2 separate regions of the Triticum aestivum genome follow, and region 1 is linked to region 2. Evidence: chromatin contacts called from public Hi-C data. All regions are on one chromosome and are shown on one strand. The core of a region is the stretch at or near the end of the contact, and the rest is flanking DNA. Distances in the headings are between cores, read along the strand shown.

Region 1 (6,408 bases), core at 2,200-4,699, 500 kb before region 2:
TTATCTAGCAGTTCAAATCGCTCCAATGTTGAGCATCAAACACGTTTAACGCTCTAATTATCCACCAAAGCCATTGGTTATAAACACCTTTTGACTCAACGCTATCCCTTGAAATCTGCTATGTAATCAATATCCTACCATTCCCGCGAAAAAGTAATTGATATCTTACCAAATACCAACGTGCAACAGATATATCTTACCTACTATAACATACAACTAATATCCTACCTAATATAAACATGCATTGCACGTACATTATTACTAGTCTAGATAAATGTAAGACAAGCTTTTTTCGGACGGAGGTAATATATAATTAAGAGTAAGTATCACAAACTACTATAACATACATTAATGTCATATATATGATACTAACCTATGAGATTATTCACTCCAAGAGGTCCATAACTCCTCCACTACCCAAGCTCTACTATACTGGTAGTCCCTATACATGGAGAACCAATTAGGCTCGGTTGATTCAATGAATTTCCATAGAAATTTTGAAGGACTAGAGTCCTTGGGATTTTTTTTCTATGTTGGTTGTTTGATTCATAGGATTAAATCCTACAAAACTTTTTTGGATGGATTTATGTTTACTTCCCAAAGGATTTCTAGCACCCGCTCAAACCTCTTTGAAAGAATCAGTTGTCTGTTCTATAATGCAATCAAAAAGCCTAAAATATTGTAGGATTGAGATGACCATGTCAATTCAATCATCTGTTTTTTCTATTCCCGTGCTTTTATAATCTTGCAAATCAAAGAAGCCCTTAATTTTGCATGTTGTCCTGTGTGCAAGAGTGCTAGTTTATCAGATATTCTTTAGAGAAAAAAGACGTATAAACAGAACGCCACTACACAGGCCGGGTTGGCCGGCACAATAAACACACACGCCTTACCGTGTCTCCTAGTCACACTAGAATAACGCAGACCAGGGTTAAACCCGCGAATGGGCGTGTGTGTAAATGTGAGCAGCAGCATGGGCAGCAGTGTCAAGTCGCACAACTCTACCGTCCACCATGAGGTGGCTCCATAGTTTATGAATAATGTGACATAATAGACAATGCGTAAGAATATTTGTGGTATTTGTGAGGATAAAAAAAGTTGTGCAAATAATTCAAAGGTGTCATATTGGGATGTTACCGACATAGCTAATTCTTGGGCGCAAGGTTTTCAAAAAAATAATCTTGTGCACAAGGACTTAATTACATGGCGACTTGGAAGGATTATACTACAGATATAAAACAAAGTGAATAGAAACGGCAATCAAACTTCCATATTAGGTGGGAACTATAGCAAATTGGGAACATATACCAAGTATCCTAGCACACAATGGTTCTTTCTTAATAAATTAACGAGAAACTAAGAAATAGAGGAGTTAAATGATGCATTTTAACAGAAAACTTGCATTCAACAAATTGAAAAAGGTAGTTTCTTTTTTGAGGTGGCAAACTATATTGTTTCTTATTGACCAGCCCGTCGACTGCGAGGTGCTTGTGACCAAATCGTTAATCTCAAGTTATCTCTTGGAGATGCTCATCAGGAGAGGGCATTCATGCATAAGGGTGAGGATGCGTACACGTTGTGGGTGCCTATGTCTGTACTTTTTTTTTCTCAAAAAATAGATTGATGTACCATTATCTGTTTTTCTCACTTCTCAAAAAATAGATTGATGTACCATTATTATTATTTTTGCAACATGCTTTATAGAGAGAACTGCATTTTATGTTGAAAAAAGACCAACATTTTAGGGTTCGCTTGAATCTACTCCCTCCGTTCCTAAATATAGGTCTTTTACAAGATTTCAATATGAAGTACATACGGATGTATATAGACGTACTTTAGAGTGAGATTCATTCATTTTGCTCCGTATGTAGTCCATATTAAAATCTCTAAAAAGACTTATATTTAGGAACGGAGGGAGGGAGTATATTGTAAGAGAGCAGCACCTTTCAAGAGTAATCTAAAGTCGTTACCATTGATCTCTATTTTTTCTGTGGTCACCATTTTGAATTAATCGTATCTATGATCAAACAGCAAGCAAAACTAAATCCTTGAGCGAGAGACACAAAACAACAGGAGTTGCACATCTAGATCTATCCCAAGGCTCCGTTTAATATTGCTGCGAGTTCTTGCAATCTTATATTAGTGTTTGTTTGATCCGCATTTGACTACTTTATGGCTAATTTCCTAAACAAATTATGAACTAAACACGGCAAAGTAGAGCTCAACAAACCGTAAACTGAGCCTAAATCAACTGATCGGCGGATCTAGCTCCACACATGCGTTCGGAGGAAGAATCGATCCTAGAGATAACTACGCGCGGCCGCTTTTCTTCCCGGAGATAAGTACGAGACGTCACCAATGGAACAGTGACGTGCCCGACAATGACCTAGGTAGCAGTCCCTACCCTTTACTCCAGCAGCAAGCAGCTGGCTATAGGAGACAAATATGTTACACCACGCAATTACTTTCGACAGCGACGCCACGTGTAAAAATTGAAGAACATAGGGACAGCATGCAGCGCAGCGCTGCGCAAGAAATCTGCAATTACCTGGCAAGAAAAGAGTCAAGTGGTAAGCAGATCTGAGCTATCGATCCATGCGCGTATTTGCCTCTAGATCGTCCATCCCCGGACTAATCTCAGTAGGTTGATCTGCCATGAACATTCCAGACTAATGTAAGCCGAAAGCAATCGTAATCAAAACATGCGATACTGTAGTAGATCTGACAAAAATTTACGGAGATCCATAAGGAATATATTTTTTAACCTCGGTTGCTTCAAGATCCAGATTCTTGGAACCAGCTATAGCTGAATCAATCAGCGGCGCCGCAGTAAATGCCTTTTTCCCTTCCCAAGGCCGGAGCGAGCAGCAGCGGGTAACGGTAAAATCCCTTGGAAAAGATGAGAGAATTTATCAAAGCAAAAGGTAGCATCTTCGTACCGAGAGAAAAGGGAGGGAATCCGTGCGCGAAAGCGTACCCACGCGCGCGGCGCCGTACGCTCTAGCCTCCCAGAAATGGAAACTTGCAGAGAGCGGCATGAACACAAAATTGCGGGGTAGTCTGTACGGCATACGATGACGCAAAAACGACGGCCGGCCTGTGCTGTGGACGCGGCGGCGGTGTGCTAGCACGGGCAGCCAGCCACGGCGAAGGCCGGAAGGGAAGCGGGAGAGTGGATGACAGGAAGAGCAGTGAGCACGCGGCCGCGACGGCACACCCGGGCGGTGCCGTAACGACCGGCCGTGTGCTCACTCTCTTCTGTCACCGTTCGGCGCCCGTACCGGTCCTTGCCGAGCTAAGCAGCCGCGCCGCGCACCTTCAACGCACACCGCCGCCGCGGCCACCGCACGCGGCACGGACGCTGGCGTTTTTTTTGCGAGATCGATGGGGGAGATGGGAGAAGTGGGGAGAGACGGGTGTTGGGAGGCCGGATATATAGGCCGAGGGGTTGGGGGAGGTAGCCGGGCACGCACGTGTTGGGCCCGCGGTATGGCAGCGACGAGCGGAGAACGTGCAGCGCCGGAACATTCCGCGGCTGGCTGGCTAGGGTTTTCCTACTCCGATCCCGCCGCGCGCGAGAGGGGTGGTTGGTTGCATCGATCTAGCGCATACAAGGGCACGATCGAGCGATGGGTCGATGGCGCCCGGCGCTGCGGACGCGGCCATGCTAGGTAGCAAGCTAGCTGCTAGCTGTCGCCGCGCCGCGCCAGATCGAATCGAGCTAGCCAGCGGCGTCGCCCGCCCGGCGGCCAGGCTGGGTGGATGGATCGATGGCAGGCGTGCCTCCCCTCCTCGATCGTGTTCGGCTCTTTCTAAAATCGGGCATGCGGGGCGCCGTGAGTGAAGGCGAGGGGAGGCGTGTGGGGTTCATCTCCTCGAAGCGATAAGCTGGGGCATTAAAGCCGCGCCGGGGCCGGTGGCCCCTCGACACGACACGAGAGGCGAGGCCAGCCCGCGATAAGATTTTTCCAAATCTTGCTACCCTTTTCTTTTTTCCTTTTACCACCAGCTTTGACTCACCGGCCGATCGATGACCACAACCGAAGCGCAGAGATGCCCGCCCGCCCGTCCCGAGCGTCGCTGGAGCGCCAACAAGTGGCAATTTGAGCAGCGCGCCTTCTTCCCATCGCCTCACGCACATGTTCGACGTGACATGGCTGCTCCGACAACTGTCGAGACACCAGAGAGAGAGATATATAGTGTGAAAATTGCTTGTGGAGGACGAGCTTTATGGAGCTTACATTTGCAAAATTAAAAATTCATCAAAACATTCTGATAAAATATAGATGTACATGAAGGCATAATGTACATGTGTGTAAAATTTCAAAACGAAATACGTTGAAATGAGGGCTGTGCAAAAAAGACAAATCTAGGGCTTTTCTACACATGACACCATTCATTCTCAAAGTTCATGAATTTATTTTTTACAGGTCGCATTTCAAGGTATTTTATCCTTAATTTTTACACACATATACATTTCGTCCTTGTATACTTGCATATTTTTTCACGCTTTTTCAAACGAGAAAGTTTGAAAATAAAGGACTCTATGGAGCCCGGTCACCAAAACACCCCACTCATTTGTGTGCATATATACAAGTAAAGAAAATTCTTTCAAAAATAGGGCATATGAAAAGAGGCATAGACTTTATGGCGTATCAACGAAAGAAATAGAGTGCTATTCGAATTTATTTTTTTTGCGGGTAGTGCTATTTGAATGTTATAGTGTTGCTGTAGTGTATTAGGAGAGCAAGCGCTAAGTTCTAGCAAATATGGCTGCTTGCGGCCCTAACCGCGTAATAGTGTGCTATTTCGTCGCTAAAAGTTCTAGGGTCATGCAAAAATCTAAAACAGAGAAAAAAATAACCCAACAACCCAAAGTCACTCCTCAACGATCAATAGCCCTTACGCCTCTCATTCTCAATATTAGTCCTAACCCACGAGGCAAGGATACTCTAGTTTGGATTCACATCCCTTCCAGTTCCCACCTGAGCTGTGAGCGACGGTGGTGTCGTTCTCTTATAAGCGGTGGGGACTACCTCCAGCTCGACTCCAGCCAACACGAGGAAGGGCGATGTCAGCCACGCCACCAGTTACGATGAAAAGTCAACCACCAGGTAATACTTTCCTCTGCTACTTCCATGGTTCCACCTTGCTAAGCTCCTCCTGCTGCTTGCTCATGAATCTGCGTGTCTCTTACTGCTACTCCTATGTGCTAGTGTGTCACTTCTCGCATCTTCCATGGAAAGTTGACGAGGGTGGCGCGGCCGTGGAGATGGGGAGGACGTGGTGTAGGGGACGTCGAGGCCGACGAATCCTAGTCCGGGCTCGACAGATCTGGCTGCCAGTTCGATGAATCGAGCGGGTGCTGGTCACCGCCGATCTGCATGGGATAGAGAGGAAGTAGGAAAGTGAGAGTGGATAGTTCAACCTTCAGTTTAAAATTGGATCAAACGCATTTGCTGATTTTGTGCTTCCACACAAATAGATTATGCCTCATAGTTGATATTTATAGGATATAATTAACAAATTTTTATACAAAACAATATTTTCAATTATACCACGCAATAACATGTCTAGCATCGGGAGAAGGGCGGCGGCGGCGCAAAATCTTGTAGCGCGACTTTTTCGTTGGTGCATATATGCTACTTGACCTGTTCTTCGGATGTTGCTTTCAAACTTAAAAATGTTTCGTTATTATTCTATATAAACTGCGACAGGAACAAAGATGAAGAATCGCCATGGTTTGCATGCCGAATCTCAGATTAAAGTGATTATTATGGCCTTATTATAGATCACAAGAAATTTCATGTGTGCGTCTGTCTTCGGGATTATTGATGCCCCATTTCATTTGCAAAACAATTCGTGCGTGTATGCTATTAATGGTGAACACCAACTGAGGTTACAAAAATGTAACCACGACGGGCTTGTGCATGAGCTTTAATGCTATAAGAACTGAGTACGAGTAGTTGTGGTATGCCACTGTGAGGGAATATCCAGTCGACATGAACTATTACGGTTTTCAGATTTAGAATTGTCAAAAGGATGGACATGGTAATTTATGCCAGTCCAGCTGAGTACGGAGTAACTTTTTTGAAATGGTCCTGCCAGTCGCAATGATATCTTATAATGCTCATTTTTCTTTCTCACCGGGAAGAACCTATTGGTGAGAGTGGACTTGTAAAGCACGGTTCCACTATATCTTGGTCCCCCCTTAAAAAAATTAACGAGTTTATAAAATTTCTTGGTTTTAGAGCAAATCCGATCATCGCCTAAAATTTAGCTATTGACTAGCTCCTGTTAGGTGTAATTGACATTGGTAGCTACTAAGAGCATGTTCAATAGGTGATGCAAAATAAGGATTAACCACTTTTTACATCACCGCGGAGCAAAAAACGTTCTCCAACTGCA
Region 2 (7,235 bases), core at 256-2,755:
GGCTGGGCCTAGGGTTTGGGGAGCCTCCGGAGCCGCACGCGCGTGCGGCCCACGAGGCGAGGGAAAAGTTTATTCTAAGAAAAGGCAATTCACATAGTCTATTCTATAAGAAAGGGCAATACACTTCATTGTAGACTTTATTGTACATCAAAAAAGAAAAGGCAATTCACTTTATTGTAGACTTTCTTAAATCTATTTTAAAGAAATATAATCATGATTCCACGTGCAATAACTGATCACATGTCACTTCGCGAAAGAAAAATGATCACATGTCGCACATCAAAGCTAACCAACCTGTCACGTTATTGGAATTTTTTATGGTAATACGTCTCATTTATATCATAAGAAACATTGTACCAATCACATACATACTGACATGGTTAAACTAAACAAATAGCAGAAAGCTAGCCTTTGCATAAAGAAACATCGGCCAAGAAGTAAAACTACGAAGAAGATTGAAGAAACTTATGAGCTTGGCACCAACACCGTCACCTGCCTTTGACACTACCACATTATCCATCAAAGAAACAAAATGACGGATCACCTCCACACCCGAGCTTGATGCGGCTCCATCGCTGATATGCAGTTTTGCGAATCTCCAAGGTGGCTCGCCATAGGTGAAACCATTACCGTTGAACGAATCAGACCGGAACAACACCCCAGACATGCCATCGAACTCCAGATCTTGCAACCCCACATGACTAAGACGCCGGAGGAGGAAATCATACCTGCCATCCACGTCTACGAATCCAGTACACGATCCACCATCTTACAGATGCCGCCGATGCAGACCACAATCTGCATCTGCTCTTGGACTATCTCCCAAGCTCTGCGCCGGCGCTAGAGCAAACGCCGTCGCAACGATGGAACTCGAGGACACATGTCCACGAGGATGTTGCCGCCGCCGCACCATCTTTGCTTGAACATGCTGCATTTCAAATCCATCCCCAATCATAGGACCGATTGCCTTGTCGGAGATCTCAAGAAACTTTATTTATTGAGCGCCGTCATCGCCATCGCCGAAGCCAGGACGATGAACCGCCTAAAAACTAAGCAACGCAACTGCTAGTACATATACTTGTATTGTATGCACGCTGGGTACCCGACAAGTGTTGAGCACGTATATACATCTTTTTTATGTTTGGACTTCGCTGTAGACTCTTCCTTTAATCTTGTCCGTGATTGGTCGGTCACTAGGGTGGGCACCACTTCACGCTAGCTTAGTTAGCTAGTCGATCAAGGGCATGCATGATGATGCATTGCAGGATATCAAATGCCTGCCCACTTGAGCTGTCATGTGGCGCACAGATTAAGCCTGGACCGTTTTCGCTTTTCAACATTCATTTATGGTATTAAGCCTGAGACTGATGGGTCGGTTGATCGACGATGCGCGCCAGATTGTACGGATGTTGGCAGTCAGTTTTGGCTGGCGGTCAGGCCGCCCGTCAGGGGGGTACGTACGTCAATCGGGACGGTACTGTACTACATGTGGATGTGGCCCATGGATGGATCTGGATCAAGCATGACGCATGCAGGTCTCATCATATTTGCCAAGGGGTGGAGCCACACCGACGGTGCTCGTTGTGTCACAAATCGAGCGAAACTACTGTGCTTACGATTCTTCTCTGGCCGAGACGTGTACGCCGCGGACTGCCGCATCAAGACACATGTCCTCTATGCAGCCAACATGAAGAAACCATAGAGCATCTGCTAGTGGGCTGTGTCTTTGCTTTTGCTAAGCAAGTTTGGCATTGGATGGGACAAACCACATGTAGACAGGAATTTGAACCTCCTTTGGCTGAAGGCCTTGCCGATTGGTGCTTCAGACAAGACCAATGCTCAGTAGACCACAAATCGACTCGGGCAAAATGCCTCCTTGGAATGTGGATGTTGTGGAAACACCACAATGACATCGTGTTTAATGGTGCAACGCCATCTCTGCCTGCGATTACTCTTAAGTTGAGAGAGGAGGGGACCTTGTGGGCTAAAGCTGGCCTCATGAAAAGCAATGTGTCGGGTTTTCAGGTGGATGTTGGTAGGATAGATCGTGAGGAGTAGCGGATAGGCTTTCATGGTGGTGTCGGGTAAACTCGGCATGTAAACATTGTTGTAACTGTGGACTTGAGAGTCTTCCCGCCTCTTCTTTAATGAATGATACACACATTCACGTGTATTCGTGAAAAAAAAAAAGAGACGTGTACGATGCTCAATCCAATGGTCTGCTGAACCTCCGTTGCATGCATTAATGGATTGATCTGATGTGTCATGCAAAATTCAGACAGTGAGTGTCGTACACATAGCAGGGCTCGACATACGATATTCGTACGACACAAAACTACAGCCGTTCATCGCATATGTATTGCAGGTAGCACCATCGATCGTACAAAACTCGTGTGTCAAAACAATCTTATTCACAGCAATTTCGTAAAAGACCCCAGTATTTGGCTGACGTTCCCAACAGGGGAACGCCGGTGCAAATGATCCGTTCGTCAATGAGGGGAGGAACCAGCAAACCTTTTGGTTAGGAATTCCGGCAAATCCTATTTGGCGCTTATGCGCCGGTTCGCCAACCGTCGCCTGCAGGCGCATCTAATTGGGCTAGGCCCATCTTGCCATTTTTTCTTTTTTTCTGTACAAAAGAAAAAAGCATCTAGTCGGGCGGAATACGGGGAGATCCTGGGCGCTGCAGGCGCTGCGGAAGGCAACCGGCGCTCACAGAGCGTCTGGGTGGGCCGGCCCAAAAACAAGAGCAGCGCGAGAAAATACCTGCAAAAATGGCTGTCACCAGGAATCGAACACGAACGTAGCGCTAATGAACAAGTTGTCTAACCACCACACCAACTAACAGTTCTTGGCTGTGTACAACTCGATATGTGTTAAGAACGAAAATAGCTGGCACGCTCTTTATTGTGCATTAACAGTACCGTTAGATTTTTAAAATATTTAAATACATGTTCACATGTTTCAAATAAAGTTCACGAACTGCAAAAAAAAGTTCACCAAACGGAAAAAGTTCATGAATTCAAAGAAGTTAACTTTTTTTAAATAAAAAGTTCAATTTATTTTGAAAAAAAGCAAATTCAAACAGTGTATGAATTTGAGAAAAAAATTGAAAATGTTCTTGAATTTGAGAAAAGTTCATACATTCTTAAAAATAGTTCATCCAATTTGAAAAAAGTTCATCAATTTTTTAAAAAGTTCATCAAATCTAGAAAAAGTTCATCGAATTTGAAAAAAGTTCATTGAATTCGAAAAAAGTTCATCGAATTCAAAAGAGTTCATCCAATTCAAAAGAAATTCACACAATTCTAGAAAGTTCATCGAATTCCAAAAAAAGTTCGTTGGTATTGAAAAAAAGTTCATTCAAATGAGCAAAAGAAAAAAAGGAAATGAAAAACCAAGCAAAACCATTCTGAATAAAAAAATCACCCCTTCAGAAAAATCACCCCCACTGTGCTGGCTTGGAAGAACAGATTTACCTCCGACTTCAATAACCTCTACAGGACCTCAGGGGGCGCCAGAGATTTCATTCCTGCGTTTTTAGCTGAGAGGTCTTTCACTCCTAGCGTGGTGCATTAGTTCTTCTTTGACTAGGTCATCTACCACTATACTCTACCTCCTACCTACAAACCTTTGCTGTTTTGTGTGCCCCCATCACCCAAAGTGGTGATGCCCCTTTGTAAATATGTAACTTATTATTCATTAATTTAATTTTCAGTAGGAGCCTCTCCTACTGTTTTCCGGTAAAAAAACAAAAAAAAAGACATAAGAAGCAAGAAAGTGTAGAAGAGTGTTAGAGGTGAGGTAGGTGGGGTGGCTAGCGCAATAGTCAACGATGAGGAGATTGTAGGTTCAAATTCCGGGCAAATCCTATTTGGCGCTTATGCGCCGGTTCGCCAACCGGCGCCTGCAGGCGCATCTAATTTGGCTAGGTCCATCTTGCCATTTTTTTCTTCTTTCTGTACAAAAGAAAAAAGCAACGAGTCGGGCGGAATTTGAACCTACAATCTCCTCATCGTTGACTAATGCGCTAGCCACCCCACCTACCTCACCTCTTCCACTCTTCTACACTTTCTTGCTTCTTATGTATTTTTTTTATTTTTTTATTCAGAATGATTTTTCTCGGTTTTTTATTTCCATTTCTTTTTTTCTTTTGCTCATTTGAATGAACTTTTTTTCAATACCGACGAACTTTTTTGGTATTCGATGAACTTTCTCGAATTGTGTGAACTTTTTTTGAATTGGATGAACTTTTTTGAATTTGATGAACTTTTTTCGAATTCAATTAACTTTTTTCAAATTCGATGAACTTTTTCGAAAATTGATGAACTTTTTTTCAAATTGGATGAACTATTTTTCAAAATGTATGAACTTTTTTCAAATTCATGAACATTTTCATTTTTTTCTTTTTCTCAAATCATACACTGTTTGAATTTGCTATTTTTTAAAAAAATACATTGAACTTTTTTATTTAAAAAATTAACTTCTTTGAATTCGTGAACTTTTTCCATTTGATGAACTTTTTGTGAATACGTGAACTTTTTTGGCATGTTCGTGAACTTTATTTGAAACATGTGAACATGTATTTAAATATTTTAAAAATCTAAACGGTACTGTTAATGCACAATAAAGAGCGCGCCAGCTATTTTCGTTCTTAAGACATATCGAGTTGTACACAATCAACAACTGTTAGTTGGTCTGGTGGTTAGACAACTTGTTCATTAGCGCTATGCCCACCCAGACGCTCTGTGAGCGCCGGTTGCCTTGCGCAGCGCCTGCAACGCCAAATAGGACCTCCCCGAATTCCTCCCAGAGCAACCCCCTCGTTGGTACAGGAAGGCAAAACAAATGGACCCAAAAAAGACCCAGGCTCGAGTGGAGTAACAAAACATGAGGCCTTAACAACAGATACCATGATGGGGGGTAAAAGTTGCCCTGTATCAAAAACTAGTTTTCAGAAAATAAAAACACAGAAAAACACTTAAAATGATGGTCATGATGGTGTCGAAAACAAATTCATGTTTCTGAGAACTATTCTCTATGTAATATGTCATGTGAAGTATGTACAAAATTCTCAAAAATGCCATGAGAACAAAGTACAAAAGTTTATCTAAAAAACACTATGTTTTGAGTACATACAATTTTCTGAATTTTAGCCATGTTATTGAAAAACATGCCATGTCGATTTACCAAAAAATTGGCATGCTTCTTAGAACATTTTATCTTAAGGATCAGGGCAAAAAAATAATTTCAATTGATAAATGCAATAATTGTACAAAACAAAAACAATTATTTTGCATGTCCAAAAACAAAAGAAATTTTCTCTTTTGGAACGTGGGAATAATTAACTTTCCATTAAAAAACCAATTCGCCATGGTTAATTAAAAAATCCCACTCCCCGCAATTTTTTTTAAATCCACATGCAACCAAAATAAATAAAAATGCCATGGACTATTTAATAAAAATGCTATTCTACAGATGATAAAAATGACATGGTCTAATGAATAAAAATGCCATGATAGAGATGGTTAAAATTCCATGGTCTAATTAATACAAATTTCATGCTACGGATGATAAAACTGCCATGGTTTAATTGTTGAAAATGCCATGCTACAAACAAATGATAAAAACGGCATGAATGATAAAAATGCCATGTAACAAAAATGGTAAAAATGCCATGGTCTAATTATTAAAAGAATCTCATGCTACATATGATAAAAATGACATGGTCTGAAATAGATAAAATTGCCATGCATGTTATATATGATAAAACTACCATGGTCTAATAAATAAGTTTACCATGGTCTGAATGGTAAAAATGCCAAGTCTAATAAAAATCTACAATTTTTCTTGTGCTTATTCCAAAAATGTCATGGGTCTATGTAATCAATGCTTCTATCATGTGGACATTTTCAAAACATTTGTGCAAAAATTGTAATGTGGGCATATGAATTGTTGATATTGGAATGTGAGTAGATGATGTTTTCTCAAAATGTGCCATCCCATGGAGAACAGATCTTCTAAGAGCATCTCCAACCGCGCCCCCAACACGCCCCCCAGGGCGACTTTTTTCGCGTCGGCGCCGAAAAAAACCCCAGTCGCGTCCCAAGACGCCAAAATCCGCTCGCTCGGCCGTTTTTGGGCCCGGCGATTCCAGGCCGAACCCAGCACACTGGAGGGGCGCCCGGGCGCTCCGGCGGAAGGGAAAACCGCGTCTGGGCCACCACTGTCATGTGAAAACGCATCTTGCACGTCCAGATTCGCCCCCCATCCCGCGCGCGTGCACGCCCTCCCGCCACCTTGCCAATCCCGGCGCCGACCACCCCCAGCACCGCTAGATAGGCCATCCCCCGCTGGAAAAGATAGAGGGTTCCACCGCGGCATCCATCCGCCGTTCCTGGGCGAGCTTTCAGGCGCTCCGGCCGGGCAGGGCGGGATACCGGCGGCTGCGTGCCTACCACGCCCACCAGGTGTTCGGCGATTTGTCTGCTCGGTGATGGACTCGGCCGACGTGGAGGCGCTCGCGGCGCTGCTGGAGCAGGAAGCCGATGCCGACGCCCAGGATGAAGAGCATCTCATGGTCGTCGCCGCCCTGGCCATCCAGCTCGCGAGCAATGCAAAGCCGCGACGAGGTGGTTCGGCGCCGGGCCGGCTGAAGGCAAAGCAGAGGCATCGACTGGAAGACTATTGCTTTGCTCTACTCCGACTACTTCGCCGACGCTCCACTGCACGACGACAAAGTATTTCGGCGACGTTATCAGCTGAGCCGAAAGCTCTTCCTAAAGATTGTGAATTCCATCCGGGAGTTCGACAACTACTTCAAGTGCAAGAAGGATTGCACCGACACACTTGGATTCACCTCACTCCAGAAGTGCACGACAGCTATGAGGATGCTTGCATACGGAGCTCCCGGTGATTCACTGGAAGACTATGGGCGCATGGCCGAGTCCACGACCATTAAGTGTTTCTACGAGTTCGGCAAGGCAGTGGTGGTAGTGTTTGGACCGCAATACTTGCGATCACCCAATGCTGAAGACACTGCTTGGATCCTAGCATAGAATGCAGCAAGAGGATTTCCTGGGATGCTTGGAAGCATCGACTGCATGCATTGGAAATGGAAAACTGTCCATTTGCTTTGCAGGGGATGTACAAAGGCGCCAAAGGCGGTTGCAGTGTGGTACTTGAGGCAGTGGCCACACACGACCTCTAGATTTGGCACTCCTTCTTTGGTATGC

The links. Hi-C and Micro-C count contacts between places; a contact is called where the count stands out from the background.
Region 1: a contact with region 2 is called in a Hi-C map of leaf, with 2.4 times the contacts expected there. The contact joins two enhancer-like sites. A contact is called at or near these places in 2 of 5 Hi-C or Micro-C datasets (leaf and an unstated tissue).

What each region holds. Positions count from the first base shown.
Region 1 is chr6D:309,589,257-309,595,664 of IWGSC CS RefSeq v2.1, reverse strand. No RefSeq gene overlaps it. Among protein-coding and RNA genes, the nearest start is that of LOC123141525, 180 kb to the left of the region's middle. Within about 2 kb of position 3,449, at least 3 of the 8 cell types and tissues checked have an H3K27ac peak or open chromatin away from gene starts, as enhancers often do.
Region 2 is chr6D:309,084,866-309,092,100 of IWGSC CS RefSeq v2.1, reverse strand. No RefSeq gene overlaps it. Among protein-coding and RNA genes, the nearest start is that of LOC123144799, 180 kb to the right of the region's middle. Within about 2 kb of position 1,505, at least 3 of the 8 cell types and tissues checked have an H3K27ac peak or open chromatin away from gene starts, as enhancers often do.